Regions from separate parts of the Triticum aestivum genome. Here region 1 is linked to region 2. Evidence: chromatin contacts called from public Hi-C data. All regions are on one chromosome and are shown on one strand. Each heading gives the region's core, a stretch centred on a gene start, on an enhancer-like site or on the middle of the called end of the contact. The rest is flanking DNA. Distances are from core to core; before and after follow the strand shown. Region 1 holds the start of LOC123070146 (probable protein phosphatase 2C 7). Region 2 holds the start of LOC123065440.

Region 1 (3,296 bases), core at 722-3,221, 140 kb before region 2:
ATTATCCTACTAGATGCACTGAATAATTTTGGAGTAACGCTCATGAGTAAACATCATACTTATTGCTGTTTTTGTATCAGTAATGAAAGAGGGGTGTTTCAGGAGATTTTCAAATAAGTGCTCCTTGAGATACTCCGCGGCACATGAACCACCATGTCCTGTGATGACAAAATAACTTTAGTCTGAACAATAAACGAGACACAATGAAGTGTTTAAACGGTGAATTTCTCACCATCAAATACTCCAAAAAGTTTTATGTTTTTAGCATCCATTTTAGATGATCTCATGTCGTAGAAGTCTTCCATACTTGCTCTTCTCCCTCTCAAGCTAGAATATCCACAATACAAACTTCCATCCTCACTGCAACCACAGATGTTCGCAAGGGGAGAATTAAGGAATATAATAGAAGACGAATAGGCATACTTTGCACCGATATGGATATGTTATCAATTAAGGATCAAGCCGTTTAGCATATATTTAGTCAGTGCAGTCCATTATCTTCTCTTCTTATCCATAATTCTAACAAAAGCAAGAACCAACAGCCAAAGGGTAGCAGCAATTTACAACAACTCATATGGTCTGGTAATTGCTGACAAGAGCATCTCCAAGTGGTCGTTTATAGGTGCTTGATAGTGCCACAGTACCACACATCACCAAGCACCAGTTTAAAAGCAAATACTCAGTGTAGATACATTGTACAGATCGCACTCTGATTAAACCAACAAAAACTATGCATTGTATTTTTGCTTAGTAAATGGTTCGTAGCAGCTTTTCACACAAAAAGGTTCAGTGAGAGAGAAATAGAGACACAAGCAATTGACGCCCCCACTATCAATCACCTCCCAATCAACATCACACTCTTATGCATGATAAAACATAATCACCGAGTACTAATTACAGAATCTGTCATCTGACATGAGACATTTTTGCAATTTTCAGCAAGTTAGATAATTTGGGGGACATTGATGACTCAGAGACATGACTTGAATAGGTAACCTTTGAAAAAGTTTCTATAATCCAATTTTAAGAATTTCTAACCTTTTCTTCTGATAACGTCTATACTGTCAATGGTGATTGTGTCTCCTCATCACCTTTGAAGTATGTACTTGACATTGGTTCATCTACGCGGACTAGGAATTAGCATGTATCAGTGAATGAAGTATAAAAGTATCAGATGATTGTTGTTAATCCTATACAAGAGTTAAAAATTAGAGAAGAGTACTAGTTAAGCTAACTAAACACATGAGGGCTTTCCCTATAATCATGTAAGCATATATAATCTACAAATGCGACAACCAGCGATAACGAGTGACGAGGAACCAAGCTATGTATTTTTTTTCCCTAGTGACCATCTTACCCCAGGGAAGCAATGCCATTGTTTGGCCTAGATCCTCTCACTGTATGTTTTAATCAATAAAGATTCTAACAAAATCTAGCATATGGCCTAGAGAACAGTAGGGTCATCCAAGCATGATGTTACCTCTTCCAGCTGCCGCATATGTGCCCCTTCTCGTCCTCCTTGGGCGGCCCCATGGCCGCCGCCGCCGTGGTAGCCTCCCCCACCTCTCTGGCTCCCCTTACCAGCCGAGCGGACGATGAGGCCTCGAACATCGTCTTGGTGGCCCCCACGCGGAACCGGCGGTGCTTGAGCGGGTGCCACGCGATCCTCTTGGTCTTAAAGCTCACTGGCCTAGGCGGCCGTGCCGCCCTCGCTATCGCCGCAGCGGGTGGAGACGAGGAGCTCGGGGCCTCCTGGTCCTTGACGCCGCCATCGGGCACCATCTCAATTGCCTCTAATGCCCAAAAAATAAGCTTCTCCGGAGGAGGGTGGCGGGCGGCGAGCGTGGGTGAGCTGTAGGCGGCGGGGAACTGGAGTCCGGGCGTGAATTCCCGATCCGCCTTCTGCTTCTTGGAAGAAATCGAGCCCCTGTTCTCCCGTTCGGTTCTGCGGCTCCGGCTCGCCCGATCGCCCCGAGCTGGCTTTGACGACAGGATAGGCTTGGCCCAGTCAGTTCCGCTGCGAAATGAGGCCTCAAGGCCCAGCTAAAGGCTCATTCGGTTCGAAGGAAATTAAAACGAAGGAATTAGTAGCATAGTTTTATAAAGACTCAAAAAAAAGTAGCAGAGTTTGAAAAACCGAACAGGTAATCGAATCGGTAAGGCTGTATGGTCAGATTTTTACCGTCGGACCGCCAGTTCACCGGTTCTGTTGTCGGTTTGCTTTTGGGAAATTTTATCACTTCTTCATGGCAATTTTTGAATATATATTTTTACTTTCTCACATGAAATTTTTATTATTGAGAGCATGGCACTTTTATTATTAAAAACATGATTTGTATTATTATTAATATTATTATTTGAAATCTCTACCTAATAATAAAACGGTTGTTGCTTCTGTCTGCCCGTCATCAGATTTACCCCTAAAGTTATCAGCAATTACCCCATATGCCACCGGTAAATGGAAAAAAAATGTTTTTCCTTCTAAGTCGCCGTTGGCTTTATTGTTTATTTAAAGCGAGGCCCCAAATGTTTCACATCCATCGAAGTAGTCTGGTGGATTGAGCCTAATATCTCCGGTCTCCGAAGAGGAGACCCGAGTTTAAATCCTCGTTCTTCCTTTTTCGTGCATTTTCTCTTCAATTTTCGTTGGCGTAGGATAAAATTGCCTAGCCTAAGCCCATCTTTGCACAATCTTGCTGTTTTAGCCCAGCTACTCTATTTTTAAACTTTTTTCCTTTTTGACAGATTTAAATGCTTTAAAAAATCATACATTTCAAATCCTAAAAGCAAATTAAACAGTAATATATGGAAATTATTCAGAAAAATGTATAGTTTCCAAATATGCTATTAACCTGCATGTTAATATTTTCTAAAATTATGTTTAGAGTGCACCCTTAATTACTATTTTTCTTTATATGGTGTATATTGAAAATGCATATTCTACATGTTTTCTACTCATTTAAATTGACTAGATAAGATAGTCTGATGCTCTTATAAAATCTAATATTGACGGCACAAGGGATGCACATGTGCTAACGGTGTGTCTAATAAATTGGACGTACTTTAGTATATTAAAATATTGTCCTACCTTTTTGTCTTCCTGCAACACCACTTATCATGTTGTTTCTCGACAACCTGAAATATTTTAAGGGATTGTCGTTGAGTGTGTATGAGGGGTGTATTTTTTCTCCAGTTGCAACTCACGGCACGTACGCTAGTTATTATTAAGAGGACGATAGTTTTATTAATAAGAGATTTGTTATTAATAACATGGCAGTTTATTTTTAGGATGATGC
Region 2 (3,474 bases), core at 129-2,628:
CACCCTCGATCATCAGATCAACCTAAACACGCATCAATCTGGATTTTGCCTGAGCCTGCCTCAACCACGGCTTGATGAAGAGCTTGAAACCCTGGTGCTCCACCGATGGACTGGCCAATGCTCTATTCCGGAGTTCACGCGAAGCAAACACGATGAGGAAATCCTCCGGGTGATATTTGTGCACCGAGAAGCAATGGCGCGGGATGTTGAGCTCTTCAGAGATTGCTATAGCTGCATCCACACATGAAACCGACGGCCGTGATCCCCCGACATAAGCCACCATGGCCAGCTGCGGCCGGCGCTCAAGGTCATCCATCCCCTCAGAGCGCGCCAAGATGCAGACCTCCGCCGCCGCCGGGGCCGAGGTAGTGTAGGCGGGCACCATGGGAGGGAAGCTGGGCGGAACTGGCAAAGGCAGCACACGCGGTGCGTCCTGCCTAGGCTCCGTCAGCAACCCCCCCACATTGTGCAGCGACGCCGGCACCGGCCCGGTCCTGGCAACCTTGGAGATCACCGCGCGACAGAGCTCATCCGCCGAGACGGGACTGCGCGACCTCTTGCACTGGGAGGAAACATGTCCAGGTAGCCCGCATCGGATGCACATGGGGTCGTTCGTGCAGTCCTGCCGCCGGTGACCATCTTTGAAACACCTGAAACAGAGACCCCAAAGATCCTGCGGGATCTGACGATGCTCCGACGAGGTAGGAGAGCTCCGACCATCCTGCGCGCCAGCACCCTACTGGCGCCGCAGCGCACGACGGCGGCGCCACATGGCCTTGCGGGAAGGCCCTGTCTTGCGCCATCCCGCATCAGGCGCGGGGGCCGCCTGGACCGTAGGACCGACCACCGCAGCGCCCGCCGACGAGGAGCCCGCCGACCCCGGCGAGCCAGATAGGCCGAGACTGGACACCACCGGCCTGTCGCGCGAGAAGGTCGACGAGACCGAGGGAGGGCTGCGCGACCCGGAAGCCATTGACGCCAACTGGTGGAGAGAGGGGGTCAGGGGGGGAGGGAAGGAGGAGAAGGGGCCCGCAAGGGCGCAGGCAAGCGACGAGGACGCCGGGGCCGGAGTGGCCGCCGGTGGGGAGGCGTGGACGCCGGGGCCGGAGTGGCCGCCGGCGGGAGCGGGGAGGGAGCGCTAGGCGGAGGGAGCGCCCTTGCGGGGAGGGAGCGCTCGGCGAGTTATTCTATCTATGGAGAGAGCGACCTTGCCGTTTCCTCGGCCTGGGTAGAACGGTATGACAGCTCCAGCCATGTTCCAAAGGATGATTTCATCTCTAATCTTTTGCACCATCACCGTGGAAGGCAGTGATTCTTGCTGGAAGATGCGTGTGTTCCGCTCGCGCCACACTTTCCAGGCAATAAGATGAATCAATGAGAGTGTGCCTTTTTTCTTCCCTCTAGGTGCCTGCAAGTGACACCTATTCATCCACTCGAGATGGAAGAATAGGACTGTTAGGGCTGCACTTGCCGAGGGCATCTACAACGCCGGTGCTAAGACCAGGCCCTAGGTTCCAATTCCTGGCCGTTTCGTTAAAATCCCGATCCATCCCAGGATTCTGGCTGGCATCAATGCCAAGCCTGTCGTCGGGCGCCTGGTTTCTTTTCTTTTTTTCCCGCGTGGGCCTTTCTAACAAGAGCAATAGATCCTCAACCTATCACGGTATCACGGTAGCGCTCAAATAGGCGCGTGTGCGTTGCCCCAACAGACTCCACCATCGATGCTTCTCCCTTAATTATTATTTTTATGTTCAAAGCGTCCGTCCATTGTAAATGCCCTGAAGATACCTGGATTAAAAACCTGGCGCACTGCACAATAATACAACTCCCGTGCTGCAACATTAGACATGGGATTCCGGACAAGATCAAATGGAACTGAACGGCAAGTGGCAGTACACTGCGGGCTCTGCATATCGGGCTCAATTCCAAGGCATCTGCAAGACGATGTTTTATTTGAGACAAGGTAGATCATCACCTAAAGAAGACCTGACCCGCAACAGATGGGCCGACAGGTTTGTTACTCCCAAGCAAACGGTGGCCAAATTGGCTGGTCCTGGCGGGCTGGCCCGATGGCCTGCGTGCCCGGTCCGTGATGGGCCTGGCAGGAGACATTTATAATCGGGCCCTGGCGGCAAGTGGCTTGTACAACACGGGTGCCGACACAACACGACCCACTTACTATTTTTATATTTTTAAGAATCTTATTATATACTTCCACCGTTCCAGAATATAAGGTGTATTGACTTCCATGCAAGTCAACCATATGAATGTTTGACCAAGATTCTAGAATAAAATAACAACATCTGTGACACCTAATAGATAAAATATGAAACTACTTTTCATGACAGATCAAAAGGTATAAACTTTGTATTGTGGATATTGATACATTTTCTAAAAACTCGGTCAAACATGCACTCGTTTGACTTTTGAAAAAACAAATACACCTTTTTTTTAGTACACCTTGTACAAAGGAACGAAGGAGTATTAGCCAACAGTCCAAATAGGCCCAAAATAGCCCCAAATCAGGCGAGCCGGTGTGCTAAACGGGTTGTGCCGTGTCTGGGCCAGGGAGCGCGGCACGAGTGCCGGCCCGGCACGGCCTGTGTATTAGGCGTGCCTGGGTGGGTCGTGCCGGCCCGTTTAGGCCAGGCCGTGCCGGGGTCTCCTCCTAAGCCCTAGCGTCCGATCCATCCTGCCTCCCCGCCGCCGCTCACGCACGCGCCTACAATCTTTCTCGTTTCCTCTGCTCTATCTGCCTCGCCTCGCCTGTCCTCCTCCTGGACGTCCCCGTCCCCATTGGCCGCCACGCTCGCTCCGCCCACTTTTCTCGACGCCGTTCGGCCGCAGCTCTTCAGCCTGTTCCTCTACCGTCCCCAACTCCCCATCGGCCGCACTCGCCGCCCGCGCGTGCTCGGGTAGACGTGCCTGCGTCCTGCGCCGCCGCCGTCGAACGTGCCGTGGCCGGCTGTCCGCACGCGCAGCGTCGCCTCTGTCTCTCGCTCTCCACGCCGACGTCGCACTCGCCGCGCACACTGCGCGGAGTCGTGGTGACCTTCTCTCTCGTTCGTCGGAAGCCATGGGGGAGCCTAGCAAAGAGCTCCTGGACCTCCCGTCGGGGCTCAATCCACCCTCCTTCATCGGTGTGGCTCTCATCCCCGTCCCCGCCTCCCCCAGATTCCTCTGTGGTTGGTGTTCGCCTTCCTCCTTTGCAATGTTTAGGGGTTTTGTTGATTTGCAGAATCGCTGTTCGCGGGCAGAGAGCAGCACAAGAGCAAGCGCAAGGCGGGGCCTCCCACCGACCCACTCCCAAAGAGCCAAGGTATATGTTCTTGTTGCTACTCTGTGCAGCTCCGAAAATAGATGAACCGTTGCGCGAGATTGGTTATGTTTGTTTAGTCCAAGCTCATCAGAGAATCATATCAACATGTATGTGTTCACCCTAGTTCTTCCGATTCATTAATCAGTGGCACTGTT

The links. A called contact is a pair of places that touch in the nucleus more often than the background predicts.
Region 1: a Hi-C map of leaf shows a contact between it and region 2, with 6 times the contacts expected there. The contact joins the promoter of LOC123070146 here to the promoter of LOC123065440 in region 2. A contact is called at or near these places in 2 of 5 Hi-C or Micro-C datasets (both in leaf) and 1 of 1 datasets of contacts at active chromatin or transcription factors (leaf).

Annotation. Positions count from the first base shown.
Region 1 is chr3B:419,041,156-419,044,451 of IWGSC CS RefSeq v2.1, reverse strand. It overlaps LOC123070146 (probable protein phosphatase 2C 7), which reads right to left and starts at 1,971. Exons shown (of 8, transcript XM_044493167.1): 1 at 1,481-1,971; 2 at 233-360; 3 at 60-158. The coding sequence starts at 1,782.
Region 2 is chr3B:418,904,134-418,907,607 of IWGSC CS RefSeq v2.1, reverse strand. LOC123065440 reads right to left here and starts at 1,378. Exons shown (of 1, transcript XM_044488713.1): 1 at 1-1,378. The coding sequence starts at 604. The coding sequence ends at 23. It overlaps LOC123070141 (nucleolin), which reads left to right and starts at 2,693. Exons shown (of 6, transcript XR_006433474.1): 1 at 2,693-3,140; 2 at 3,239-3,319.